3 separate regions of the Sus scrofa genome follow, and regions 1 and 2 are each linked to region 3. A link is a contact called in public HiChIP or PLAC-seq data. All regions are on one chromosome and are shown on one strand. The core of a region is the stretch at or near the end of the contact, and the rest is flanking DNA. Distances in the headings are between cores, read along the strand shown. Region 1 holds the start of SF3B2 (splicing factor 3B subunit 2). Region 2 holds the start of MAP3K11 (mitogen-activated protein kinase kinase kinase 11). Region 3 holds the start of CTSW (cathepsin W).

Evidence for each region. HiChIP or PLAC-seq counts read pairs in DNA pulled down with a chosen protein or histone mark.
Region 1: an H3K27ac HiChIP or PLAC-seq map of alveolar macrophages shows a contact between it and region 3. The contact joins the promoter of SF3B2 here to the promoter of CTSW in region 3. A contact is called at or near these places in 1 of 5 promoter capture datasets (liver), 2 of 47 Hi-C or Micro-C datasets (epiblast stem cells and liver) and 1 of 2 datasets of contacts at active chromatin or transcription factors (alveolar macrophages).
Region 2: an H3K27ac HiChIP or PLAC-seq map of alveolar macrophages shows a contact between it and region 3. The contact joins the promoter of MAP3K11 here to the promoter of CTSW in region 3. A contact is called at or near these places in 2 of 5 promoter capture datasets (fetal skeletal muscle and liver), 4 of 47 Hi-C or Micro-C datasets (brain, heart right ventricle, mesenteric adipose tissue and 1 more) and 1 of 2 datasets of contacts at active chromatin or transcription factors (alveolar macrophages).

What each region holds. Positions count from the first base shown.
Region 1 is chr2:6,293,895-6,297,961 of Sscrofa11.1, reverse strand. SF3B2 (splicing factor 3B subunit 2) reads left to right here and starts at 2,412. Exons shown (of 22, transcript XM_003122505.4): 1 at 2,412-4,067. It overlaps GAL3ST3 (galactose-3-O-sulfotransferase 3), which reads right to left and starts at 165. Exons shown (of 3, transcript XM_021082815.1): 1 at 1-165.
Region 2 is chr2:6,638,010-6,642,633 of Sscrofa11.1, reverse strand. MAP3K11 (mitogen-activated protein kinase kinase kinase 11) reads right to left here and starts at 2,573. Exons shown (of 11, transcript XM_021082851.1): 1 at 2,384-2,573; 2 at 361-1,658. The coding sequence starts at 1,102. It overlaps PCNX3 (pecanex-like protein 3), which reads left to right and starts at 2,701. Exons shown (of 34, transcript XM_021082830.1): 1 at 2,701-3,372; 2 at 3,734-3,921; 3 at 4,162-4,261; 4 at 4,365-4,404; 5 at 4,506-4,601. The coding sequence starts at 3,220.
Region 3 is chr2:6,447,457-6,451,987 of Sscrofa11.1, reverse strand. CTSW (cathepsin W) reads left to right here and starts at 1,631. Exons shown (of 11, transcript XM_003122523.4): 1 at 1,631-1,649; 2 at 1,805-1,924; 3 at 2,154-2,238; 4 at 3,528-3,641; 5 at 4,026-4,180; 6 at 4,299-4,395; 7 at 4,478-4,531. The coding sequence starts at 1,838.

The DNA.
Region 1 (4,067 bases), core at 1,163-3,662, 150 kb after region 3:
CCCAATCCTTGCCGCGAAATCCGCTCTCCGGCCGAGGGCGCTGGGGGCCCTGCGAGCAGAGTGCTGGTCGCTCGCTTCTCCGCGCCTGGATGGGATCAGGTGGCAGTGTCGGCTCAGCTTCTCCGCTCTTGGCTCTGCCCGCCGCCCGCCCCCCATCGCACACACCGGAGGCGGAGGCGGGGCGGGGGCGGGGGCCGGCGAGCAGGGGAGGAGGAGGGGAAGAGGAGTGGGGAGGGGAGGGGGCAGCCCTGACTCACAGGCTGCCGGGGAACACTCCGAGTGGCATCTTCGGATGCGGGCATCTTTCCTCAGCACCCTTGCAGAGTCTGGAACCTTGTAGAGGCTGGACACCAAGGCGGCCAGCTCCTTGCCCCCACTCTACAGAAGGGGAAACTGAGGCCTAAAAGGTATCTGGGTACTCTGGCATTGCTGGGCATTCCTGTGCCCCACTGGCCATCCTTGGGGTGGTAGGTCCCGGGGGAGGTAGAGACAGGTGTATGTGCAAGTACCCACTGTGTGCGCCTACCCTCTTCTCTTTCCATCTCCAGCACTGCTCCAGATCAGGCCTGGGCCCTTCTGCCCTCACGCCCTGGACCCCTTCCTGTGCAGCTGCTGAGGCAGCCCCCTGCGGCTGAGCCCTGCGGCTGACCCCTCCTACTCTCCAGCAGGAATCCAGATGCACTCTCTCTCTCTTTTTTTTGGCCACATTAGTGGCACATTGAAGTTCCTGGACCAGGGATTGAGCCTGTGCCACTGAAGTGAACAGAACCTTGGACCCACTCACTGTTTTTTTGTGTGTGTTTTATCTTTTTTAGGGCCGCACCCGCAGCATATGGAGGTTCCCAGGCTACGGGTCAAATCAGAGCTGTAGCTGCTGGGCTTCGCCAGAGCCACAGCAACGTGGAATTCGAATCACTGTCTGTGACCTGTACCACAGTTCACAGCAACGCCGTATCCTTAACCCACTGAGCAAGGCTAGGGATTGAACCCAAGTCCTCATGGATACTAGTTGGGTTTGTTAACCACTGAGCCATGACGGGATGCATTCAGTCTTTTTTTTTTTTTTTTTTGTCTTTTTGCCATTTCTTGGGCTGATCCCACGGCATATGGAGGTTCCCAGGCTTGGGGTCAAATTGGAGCTGTAGCCACTGGCCTACGCCAGAGCTACAGCAGTGTGAGATCCGAGCCGCGTCTTCGACTTACACCACAGCTCACGGCAATGCCGAATCCTTAACGCACTGAGCGAGGCCAGGGATCAAACCCATAATCTCATGGTTCCTAGTCGGATTCGTCGACCACTGAGCCACGACGGGAACTCCAAGAATGTATTCACTCTTGACCAGAGCTTTAGTGGGCCTGGGACCCTTGCCTGGGCATTTGTGCTAGGAGTCAGAGAACTCAGGTTCTACCCTGGTTGAACTTAAGTTCCAGAGTCAAGAAGCAACTCCGTGGGCCTGGTTGCTTCCAGCTCTACAGTGGGGAGCTGTTCTTGGAGCTGTTCAGAGACTGCAGAGGTGATAAATGTGAAGGCGCTGCTTGAACCTTGTGTGAGAGGGGTCTTGAATGTTCTACTGCCTTCTTTTTTTTTCTTCTTTCTTTTTGCTATTTCTTGGGCCGCTCCCGCGGCATATGGAGGTTCCCAGGCTAGGGGTCCAATCGGAGCTGTAGCTGCCATCCTACGCCAGAGCCACAGCAACGCAGGATCCGAGCCGCGTCTGCAGCCTACACCACAGCTCACGGCAACGCAGGATCGTTAACCCACTGAGCAAGGGCAGGGACCGAACCCGCAACCTTATGGTTCCTAGTCGGATTCGTTAACCACTGTGCCACGACGGGAACTCCTCTATTGCCTTCTTAGCACTTAGCTCCAACCACCTGGAAGCCAAGCAGCCGCACCTCCCAAAGTCATACCAGGCCCCGAGAGCTGCACATTTACTTATGTGGTTCTCATGAACCCCTGCTTTATCCCGCCTTCTTGGCCTGGTATGGCAAGCATCCTGGAGCTTGCCAGCTTTGGGTGGATTCCATTCCAGACCCACACAGGTGGGTATCATGAGAGTGTTTTTGTTAAGGCAGAGAAGGGTTGGGGACCCTCAGAGTCCAGAGAACTGCTCGTGGTCCCAGTCTAGCCCCTCGGGCATGTCAGTTTCTCTCTGTCCCTCAGTCTTCCCTTCTGCACAACTGGGGGTGTGGGGGGGTCCTATCCTGTCTGGGTCCTAGGGCTCTTATGGTAAAATGAGGCCCCACTTGGCCTGTCCCTTTCTGGCCCTGGTTACTTTGCATCCTCAGCCATTAGCCCTTAGTTCATCCTGCCTCTGAGACCCCCAGCCTCTTCCTTAGCACATAACCTGTGCCGTGGAGGCCCCTGGCTTCAGATGACCTGCCGTGGCTTTCCAGTAAAAGGGACCAGGAGGACACTTCCTTTGGGTCAGGAATGGTTCTGTCTGGGCAGACAGGCTGGAGAGGAAGGCACTACTGTTCTTTCCTTTTTGGGTTTGTCTTTTCTGGGAGTGTCAGGAGACTGGGGTGGTGGTAGTGATGAAAAAGGGAAGAGTCCAGGTTCGGGCAGGAGCAAAGAGAATTTCCTAGCCAGGGTTAGGATGTAAGCAAGCTTCGTGGCCCAGTCCTTTACTTTGTCTCTCCTAAATCTCACCTTCCCTGGACCTGACGTCTCATTCTTTTTTCCCTGCTCCCAGGTATTCCTCTTGGGGATGGTTGGTGAAATAGGGCATGGTAGAGAGATCTGAGGAGTGTAGGGGTATGGGGATAATGAGACCTACACACACGCGCGTGCGCGCGCGCGAGGTAAGCCTGGCTGTCAGAGAGCAGAGCTAGAATGGGAGAGGGACCTCACTGCTAGTGGCAAAGGCAGGAAGTAGTTAGGACAGGGAGACGTGAAGGCGGACACATAAGGGGCACAGGCCACTGGTGGGGCAGGGGAGCACCAGGCAGGGTCAGCTGCGCCAGTAGGCTGCTAGGGATGAGGAAAGAAAAGGGCCTGAGTTTATCCTGTCGCCATAAAGACGATTCTTTTTTTTTTTTTTTTCCGGTCTTTTCTAGGGCCACACCCGCAGCATATGGAAGTTCCCAGTCTAATTGGAGCTGTAGCCACTGGCCTACGCCAGAGCCACAGCAACATAGGATCTGAGCCACGTCTGCGACCTATGCCACAGCTCCTTAACCCACTGAGCAAGGCCAGGGATCAAACCCGCAACCTCATGGTTCCTGGTTGGATTCGTCAACCACTGTGCCATGAAGGGAACTCCAATTAAGCGCCTCTTTAACGCCAGGTACTGTGAGACAGTAAAAAGGATTCATGCCTTTTTTTTTTTTTTTTTTTTTTTTTTACTTTTTAGGGCTGAACCTGCAGCATATGAAAATTCCCATGCTAGGGGTCAGATCGAAGCTGCAGCTGCTGGCCTGTGCCACAGCCACACCAGATCTGAGCTGCCACAGCTCATGGCAACGCTGGATCCTTAACCCACTGAGCGAGGCCTGGATCGAACCCGCATCCTCAGGGATCCTAGTCAGGTTCGTAACCTGCTGAGGCGTAATGGGAACTCCAAGACTCATTTCTTTGGGGTTGGAAGTGTGGATAAGGGGCAAGAAAGACTTTAAAACAAATGACGGAGGTTTGGACGTGTTATGGAAGCTCCAGAGCAGGAAAGGAAGGCGGCAGGAGATGGCTCAGCGGAGATGACATTTGAGCTAGGAGATGACATTTGAGCTAGCCGGGAAGGTGGAAAAAGGGTCTTTAGTGTGGCCCTTCCCCCAGGTCGGCAGTTGGAGCTCAGCCCGGAGGGCCCGCTCCATTCCGGCTCCGATTCCCTTTCAGGCCATTCATCCAAGCCTGGGCCGGGAGTGGGCGGGCAGACAATCAGACACTGTTTTATCCCAGGCATCGGCTGCAACCTCCCGCCCGGCGCCCACAGCGCGCGGCCGCCCGGGGAATGAGTCCTCGGGAACGTCTGCGCCTGGGCCTCTCCCGCCTGAGCTGGAGTCGGGCCGGAGGCGGGGAGGTCTGCGCAGCGGTCAGCGAGACGCAGAAAGCACATCCTCCGCTCCGG
Region 2 (4,624 bases), core at 1,324-3,823, 190 kb before region 3:
GAGACCGTGGTGTGTGGAAGTTCCCAGGCCAGGGATCGAACCCGGGCCACGGCTGTCGCCAGAGACATAGCCCTGGCAATGCCAGATCCCTGATCCACTGAGCCGCCAAGAACTCCGAGATTCCCATTTTTTAACTTGGCAGCTGTGAGCTGGGGTTAGGGACTCCTGCTGGGGCTCTGTTGGGTGCCTGGGGTTCCTGCTTTGGCACTGATGTGAGCCTACGGGTCCCCCCAGGGACCTGAGACAATCCTGGGCAGGAGCTGCCACTTCTAGGAAACCCCTGGGTCGGCTCAGCTAAGAGCCGGCAGCAGCTGTCTGCTTGGGCCATGCCACCCTCCGGCCACGCTCCCCCGAACTCACTGTTGTTGGACTTGAGGTCTCGGTGGATGACAGGCACCAGGGCCTCGCAGTGCAGGTAGTGCATTCCACGGGCAATCTGCACAGCCCAGTTGACGAGCACATGGGGGGGCACGCGCCGCCCAGCCAGGGCACGGCTCAGGGGCCCACCGGCAGCATACTCCATCACCAGGCACAGGTTGGGCTCCTCCAGGCACACGGCCTTGAGGGCAATGATGTTGGGGTGTGCCAGCATGGCGAAAAGCCGAGCCTCCTGTCGCACGCTCTCAGCTGTCACGCTGATGTCCTCATCGGGGTCCTGGCGAGCTGCCTTCACGGCCACAAGCTCACCCCGCCAGCTGCCACGGTAGACCTTGCCGAAGCCACCGATGCCAATCACCTCCTCCAGCCGCAGCTCCTGGAAGCTGGCCATCTCGCAGGGGGGGGGACCACCGCCCCGAGACACATAGTTGGACGGAAAGATGCCCACCTGGCCACCTACCTGGCCCGCCCACCAGCCCTCGTCACCCGAGATAGCTGCATCCCGGGACAGCACCTCCACTCGGTCGCCCTTCCGCAGGGCCAACTCGTCCTGCCCATTGGGCTCGTAGTCAAACAGGGCTGTCCACACAGGGTTGGCATAAGCTGCAGCCTTCGGGGACCCCTCTGGCCAACCTCCGCTGCCACTGCCCCCGCTGCCCCCATTGCCACTGCTGTTCCATGACCCCAGGGGGCTCTTGAGGAAGAGGTTCTTCAAGGGCTCCATAGCTGGGAGCTGGCACTGGCGGGTGTGGGGGACCTTCCCTGGGTGCCCCGGTCCCCACCCTTGCTGACGGCCGAGGCCCTAGTCCCGGAACCTGGGCATCCGAGCCCTGGCCCTCAGCCCCAGACCCACGCCTCTCTGGGGAGCCAGGAGTGTCGCCTCCCGGCCCACCGCATCTCGGGCTTCCGGAGGAGGGCGACCTAGGGAAGCAGTGTGGTCAGGCTGGGGGGGTGGACCCCCAGGGCCTCCGATGTCTCACCATGGCCGGCACAGAGGGGCCCGGGCGTCCCTCAGTCCAGAGCAGTCCTGGGAGCCGAGCTCCAGCACCCGCCAAGTGAAAGGTGGGGCCAGCGAGGGGCAGTGCCTGGACTCCCGTTGGGTCTCTGCGCAGGGGGGTGGCTGGAGTGTCTCTAGGTTGAGCTGCCTCTTCCTGGCTCAGCTCTCGCGACCCGATGGCTCCAACCCCGTTCCCTTCTTCCTCCTCCCTTTGTACTTTGGCCCCGGGGGCGGGAGGCAGAGGTGGAGGGTGGAGTTTCACTTTTTTCCGCTGTTCTCTCTCCTGCAGGAAACAGCATCAGATGACGCGGGCGGGTAGCACCGCTCCCCTCCCAGAGGCTGCAGGGCGATTTGGTCTGGGAGTTACCGGGTAGGCGGGCAATGAGAGGCAGAAGGAGAGGAAGTGTAGCCCGTAGCCCCCACCTCCCGTGACAACAGGTTTAAGGTCGAGGTTGGTTTCTGCTAAGGAGGGACCGTCCCCGCCCTCTACGTCTGCATCTGTAAAACTGGGGGAAAGATCCTGGCTTGGAAGAGGGGCAAACCCGAGTGTGGTCTTGGCTCCGAAGTTGCAGGGCCGTGTGACCCTTTCTCTGCGCTTCATTCTCTTCATGTCTGAAACTGGGGCCAGGAGCTCCGCTTTGCAGAGCTGGCAGTGGGGGTAGGCAAGAATGGAGGACGAAACTGGCTGCACTTGGAGCTCTTGGAACGCGTTGTCTAAGATTTACTGCTTCCCTTCACCTGGGAAACAATTCATGCCTCTTTCCCAAGAAGGGATGGAAACCTGAGACTGTGCTCCTGAAATTTGTCCAGTGATGGCACTTGGAATAGCTAAATCGCTCTCGCAACCGCGCGACGGACCCCCTTGCCTTGAGCCTGTCACTTTAAGAAAAACGACACTATCCTATTTCGACTAGTCCTGCCTGTTCTCTCTACACTCTGAGTTTGAGCTCTGACCCGGAAGTAGAGGCCGCTCGTGACGTTTGACGTCCAGCGCTAAAAAGGGCGCACCTAGAGGGGCTTGCTCCAGTAGCGCACAACTGTGGCTTTAGCCCCCAGGGGTGTCCACGCCTCCATCCTTTTCCTCGCCTCTAGTAACTCTTCCCTCGCGTTCCGCCCAGTGATCGCGGCTAGGTTGGCATCGCTTAGGTGTGCGCATGCGCTCAAGGACTTGTGCCTTTTGGATCGTCCCTTCCTCAGCTGCGCAAGCCCAGCGGGCTCTCCCGCTTCTTATCGGTCCACCACCTCCCTGCGCTTGCGCATTCGAGCCGAAAGGTTTTCCTTTTCCGGGTCCCAACTGGTCTCGTCGGGCGCATGCGCCACTGCAGGTTGGCGGCTCGCGGCTCCTTCTTCCGGCCTCCCCCTTGGGTCGGCTCCCGCAGAAGCGGGGCGACCGCGGAGCCCAAAGCGAGTGACCTGTGACCCCGGAAGTGGACCTCAGGGTCCCGGGGCTCTCCCCGGGCCGGAACCGTGGGAGCCGTCGTCTGCACCCCCGGAGCACCCACCCCACGCCCACCTCTGGATGCCGCCGACCGGTGCCCGGCCCGTGCCCTGCGCCTGCCCGCCGGTCCGGCCCTTAGGAGCAGTTCTGGGCCGGGGGTGGGGGCCTGGACCCCACCCCTGATGCGGCTCCACCCCGGCTCTTGGGTCTCGCACCACTGACTGCCCTGGCCGGCCCCGCCCCCTGCCCGCACCCTCGCCCCACCGACCCCTCTCCCCCGCTGGGGGAGGCCATGGCGTGAGCGCGAGGTTGGGCCCCGGGGCCCTCGGGCGCCAGGCGGGGCATGGGCCGGGGGCCGCCCCCATGAGGGTCCCGGGAGGGGGGCGCGCGCAGCAGCGGCGGGGCCATGGGGTCGCAGGTGTTGCAGATCCTGCGCCAGGGGGTGTGGGCCTCGCTCACCGGCGGTTGGTTCTTCGACCCACACCAGAGCACCTTCTCCAACTGCTTCCATCTCTATGTCTGGATCTTCCTGCTCACCTTTCCTTTCTTGCTGTATATGGTGAGATGCTGCGGCCACCTGTAACTCGTGCCGGGGAAAGGGAGGGCAGATGTCACGAAGGGGTGCAACCTGGCAGGGATTCTGGGCTGTGGCTGGGGCGCTGGGGTGTGGGAAGAGGATTCACTGCGGAGTCTGGAGTGTGTGGAAGAGAGGCCAGAATTTCCCTGGCCTGGGTGACCTTGAATCTCACTTAATCTCATTCCAGTTATGCTGGAGATAGGGCTGCCTCGCAGGGTCTTTGTATTAGCAGCCGGCAGGCGTGATGGAGTTTAATGAATTTGTGTGTCCTAGTCCTGACTGTGGTGGTAGGTGGTAGGGACAGGGCTGTGTGAAGAGGGACCTGACTTGCTGCCGCCCCCAGGTCCTGCCCCCCAGCTTGATGGTGGCTGGTGTGTACTGCCTTGTGGTGGCTGTCATCTTCGCTACCATCAAGACTGTGAACTATCGGCTGCATGCTATGTTCGACCAGGGCGAGATTGTGGAGAAGCGCAACTCTACCATGGGGGACCCAGAGGAAGAGCCTGCCCAGGGGGACAGCAGTCTGCCCAGGTAGGCGGGGGCAGGGCCTATGCTGGGAATGGCGGAGTCTTGGTGCCTGGGCCTGAGCATTGGAGAATGAAGGGGCTTAGGGAACCTTGGCTTCATGAGCGAGCGGCCAGTTGTTCTTTGTGTTGGCCCTGGATTTGTAAGGGGGATCCCTGTGGAGGGAGAAGCAGTGGGGATGGCGGAGGACGAACTGTATGAAGAGAAAAGGGCAGCTCAAAGCTGATGTTCCTTTTCCACTGCTAGGGACCCCGGAGTGGAGATGACAGTATTTCGGAAAGTGAGTTCCACACCCCCTGTACGCTGTAGCTCTCAGCATTCCGTGTTTGGCTTCAACCAGGTCTCGGTGAGTGGCTCTGGCCCTCGGCCTCCCCCTCTCTTCTCCTGGGAGCCCGTCCTGAGCCCACTTTTTGCCTTGTTTGCTCCCTCATCCTTTTCTCTCTGCTCAGGAGCTGCTTCCCCGGATGGAGGACTCTGGGCCCCTCCGAGGTAGGTGGCTTCCCTTCAGGACTGAAGGTGGCGGTGCAGAACAGGGAGTGGCGCGTAGATGCCTCGAGGTCCTGCTGACGCCTCCGGGGCTGTGGTTGCAGACATCAAGGAGCTGGTGCGGGAGCAGGGCAGCAACAACGTGATTGTGACCTCAGCCGACCGAGAGATGCTGAAGCTGAGCTCCCAGGAGAAACTAAGTGAGTGGGCACGATGGGCAGGG
Region 3 (4,531 bases), core at 382-2,881:
TGCACTTACGCCTGGGTGTGCCTCCCACTCGGAGTTGCCGCCTCAGAACGCCTCTCCTGTCCCCTCGGGCCCGAATGACTTTCCCTGCCCTCTTCTCTTCTGCTCCAAGTCACCTTGCAAGGCTTTATCTTTGTTTTGTTTTCGTCTTTTTAGGGCTGCACCTGTGGCATATGGAGGTTCCCAGGCTAGGGGTCGAATTGGAGCTATAGATGCGGGCCTGTGCCACAGCCACAGCCACAGCCACGCCAGATCCGAGCCACCATCCGGGATTTACACCACAGCTCACGGCAATGCCGGATCCCCAATCCACTGAACGAGGCCAGGGAGTGAACCCGCAACCTCATGGTTCCTAGTCAGATGCCATGACTGCGCCATGACAGGAACTCCTCAAGGCCTTATCTTGTTGGTATCTCCCTCCTCCTGTGTCCTGAGGTTCTCAAAGGCAGTGAGCCCCCTGAGGCCCTGGCCCAGCCCCCTCTGGGTGCCAGCCTGCAGCTGCAGGTTGAGCAGGTGAATGAATAAATGAGTGATTGGGTGGGGAAGTTCATTCATTCCTTTGTTCAACCAATGAGCAGAGTGGCCACCCCTGACCAGGCTCCGTGCTACACACCAGGACCCAGCCCCGATTGAAAAAGAGGCGAATCTCCTGGCCTCGTGGAGCTCACATTCGCGGCACGGAAGGAGAGGATCAAAGAGGAAGGCCACTCAGCTCAACTCCCCCCGTCCCTCCTCCTCCCGCTCTCCCAAATTTCCACAATCCCGCCACCAGAAACTGGTTTTATGACACACCCTCTGGCGCCTACCCTGGGACCTCCAGCGCTGAGGGCTGACATTGGCCTTAGTCATAGGTCACGCACAGCCAAAACTAGCTTGGGACACATAACTGGTTCTAAAACCACGGAGCCAGGTACCCTTCTGTGCATGGTCGGGGCTACTGCCTTTTTTTTTTTTTTTTTTTTTGGCCGCACCCAAGGCATGTGGAAGTTCCCGGGTCAGGGACTGAACCTGTGCCACAGCTGCAGCAATGCCGGATCCTTAACCCGCTGCACCACAAGGGAGCTTCCTGCATTCTAATAAAGGTAGTATCCCTCGTTTGTTTTTCAAATCGAGAAGTCCCTTGGCTTACTATCTGCTGGGGGCAGTGGACCTAAACGGGACCTTACAGCTTTGGGAAGACTCCTAGTGAGTGAGGAAATGAGGCAGTGAGCACACGAATGAATGAATCCCAGATCTGCGCTCTCCCCCTCCTCTCGCTCCCATTCCCAAGGAACCCCTGGAAAGCCAGGGGTTTTGTTTTCTTTTTCCATTTCTGCTCTCGGGTGCTGGTTCCCAGCCTGAAGGACCACATGGGAGCTCCCCAGCCCAAGGACCCTCTTAAAACCAAGGCAGAAGCGTCAGGTGTTAACACCCTTGCCCAGTTCTTAGGCACCAGCCTGGCTCTGAGATGCTAAGTCGGCTACCTTCCCGCCCTCATGCCTAACCCTGGACTGTGATGGGAAGGGGATGGAGAACAAGAAGTAGATGCTGCAACTTGCTGTTTCCTGGAGCCTGCGCTCCCCTGTTCAAAACTTCTGTCTACCTCAAGTGCGGTCAGCAAACCCCCGATGAGCCCGCTCTGTGTCCGGCCACTTTCCCTGTTGAACAAAGAGGTAGCGTGGGTAACAGGCAGCGGCCCCGAAGGAACAAAAGCCTGGGGCCCCTCGTCTTCCTTGCCTTGGGGGGTCCTCCTCCCCCTCCCAGCCTGGTTTCCCTTTGAGGTTTCTCTCGCTCCACCCCCACAGCCCCTCCACCTTGTTCTGCACAGCTTCCTGTCCCCGACACTCTGGTTGGCGGCATCATGGCACTAACTGCCCACCTCTCCTGTCTCCTGGTCCTGGTGGTGGCAGGCCCGGCCCAAGGCCTCAAGGACGCCCTCAGAAGCCAGGTAAGTGCCCCCCAGGCCTGAGGCTCGGCCCGCTGGAAACAGCACCTTGTTCCCATTTCTCAGAGGGAGCAGGTGAGGCTACAGAGGTGATAGATGGGCCCAGGCTCCCCCAGGGAGAAGAGCAGGCTGGCGGCTGCTGCCCCCACCCAGTCCTTGCTGGGAGCTGAGGTGGGGGTCCCATTGACGACGCCTCGTCTCCCCCTCCCCTCCTGCCCTTGGTGTTTTCCAGGACCCAGGTCCTCAGCCAATGGGGCTGAAAGAGGTCTTCACCTTGTTCCAGATCCAATACAACCGGAGTTACTCGAACCCAGCAGGTATCATGGGGCACCTGTCTCCGGCCCAACTCTTCTCTCATTTGAGAGAGGAGGAAATCGAAGCTCAGGGTCCTCACTGAGCCAAAGCCAGCAGGACAGTGACAGAGCTGCGGAATTCTCCTTGGTTACATGCACAGGTGGGGACAGGCTCATCCTTGGCTGTGAACCTGGAGGCAGGTGGCAGCTGTTGGGGGTCTGACTGGTCCATAGCCACTTTCCTGGGACTCCAGGCAGCAGACCACCATCTAGCCACAAGGACTTCTTTCATTTTTTTTTTTTTTGGTCTTTTGTTGTTGTTGTTGCTATTTCTTGGGCTGCTCCCGCGGCATATGGAGGTTCCCAGGCTAGGGGTTGAATCGGAGCTGTAGCCACCGGCCTACGCCAGAGCCACAGCAACGCAGGATCCGAGCTGCGTCTGCAACCTACACCACAGCTCACGGCAACGCCGGATCGCCAACCCACTGAGCAAGGGCAGGGACCGAACCCGCAACCTCATGGTTCCTAGTCGGATTCGTTAACCACTGCGCCACGATGGGAACTCCTCATTTTATTTTTTTATTGACTTTTTTTTTCTGTCTTTTAGGGCTGCACCCATGGCATATGGAGGTTCCCAGGCTAGGGGTCGAATCACAGCTACAGCTGCCAGCCTACAGCACAGCCACAGCAATGCCAGATCCCCAACCCTCTGAGCGAGGCCAGGGCTCAAACCCGCAACCTCATGGTTCCTAGTCAGATTCACCTCCACTGCACCATGATGGGAACTCCCACGAGGAGTTCTTTCAGGAACCACCCAAGGAAACCCTTTTAGTCCCCAAGCCGAGAACTCCCAACTCCAAGGGTGGGTTGGTTGCCAGCCCTGCTCCTGCCCTCTGCATCTCATCTCCCATGGGGGATGGTCTGTGGGGCTTCCTGTGCCACAGACCCGGACCCCACCCTCCCCTACCACCTCCCAGCCACAGACCTGCGGTCAGAGGTGTGACCCAGAGACAGAGGAGATGACCTGGCAGGAAGCCAGCCCCTGACCCCCACTTTCCCCTGAATCACTATGCCTTCAGACTCTTGACTCAGCTTCCTCCCTGGGGGCGAGTTACCCCTCTTTCTGCCTCCTAGGAAGATGCTGGGGTGGGGGCTGGGGAACCACTTCCTTGGTGTCTGCCCTGGGGCCTGCAAAGGGCCACAGGAAAGAGCCAGGGCTCACCTAGGTGAGTGTGGGTTGAAGTCAAGCCAGTGGCCACTTCCTGCCCCTGGGGGCTCAGGAGCCAGGCTAAGACAACTGCCTTTTGGTCCAGAGCACGCTCGCCGCCTGGACATCTTTGCCCAAAACCTGGCCAAGGCTCAGCGGCTGCAGGAGGAGGACTTGGGCACAGCCGAGTTTGGAGTGACTCCATTCAGTGATCTCACAGGTACTGGGACCGCACCCCCACCCCAGGTGGGGAAGCAGAACCTTCTCCAGGGATCCTGGCAGATGGACGGGGCAGATTTTTGGCTTTTGTTTCCCCGAGGGACTCACAGGACCAGAGCCCTGGGTGCTCACCCCTAATCCTAGAGATCAGGGGCAGGAGCTCCAGAGGCCTGTGGCCCAGCCCAGCTGAGAGGGAGGCAGCAGGGGTCGGGGAGCACACCCCAGCCTGCAAGGAGCTTGGCCTCTAGGCCTCAGTATCCTCGCCTGTCTCTCCCAGGCTATCTGGGGACTCAAAGGGCTGAGAACGTGGATGGCTGAGGTGGGAGGCAGAATATTGGGAAGAGGGGATCAAAATTGTGACTTTGTGGCCCCATCTGTCCCCCAGAGGAGGAGTTTGGCCAGCTCCATGGGCATCACTGGGGGGCTGGCAAGGCCCCCAGTATGGGCATAAAGGTAGGGTCTGAAGAGTCGGGGGAGACAGTGCCCCAGAGCTGTGACTGGCGGAAGAAGCCTGGTGTCATCTCGGCCATCAAGCATCAGGTATCTGCCCCCAGGCAGCCTGGCCCAATCCAGCCTGGGCAGGAGGCAGGGGCAGGGGGAGGGGGAGGGGGGCAAGGCCCGGACACCCCACCGTGCTCCACCCTCTTCTCCCCACTAGAAGGACTGCAACTGTTGCTGGGCCATGGCGGCAGTGGACAACGTGGAGGCTCAATGGGCCATCAAGTACCACCAGGCTGTGCAACTCTCTGTGCAGCGTATGGCTGGGGGCCAGGACCTGTGGGACTGGGTCGGGGGTGCCTGAGGCCTGGGCACCCACACTGTCCCCTCTTGCCCCAGAGGTGCTTGACTGTGACCGCTGTGGGAATGGCTGCAACGGCGGCTTCGTCTGGG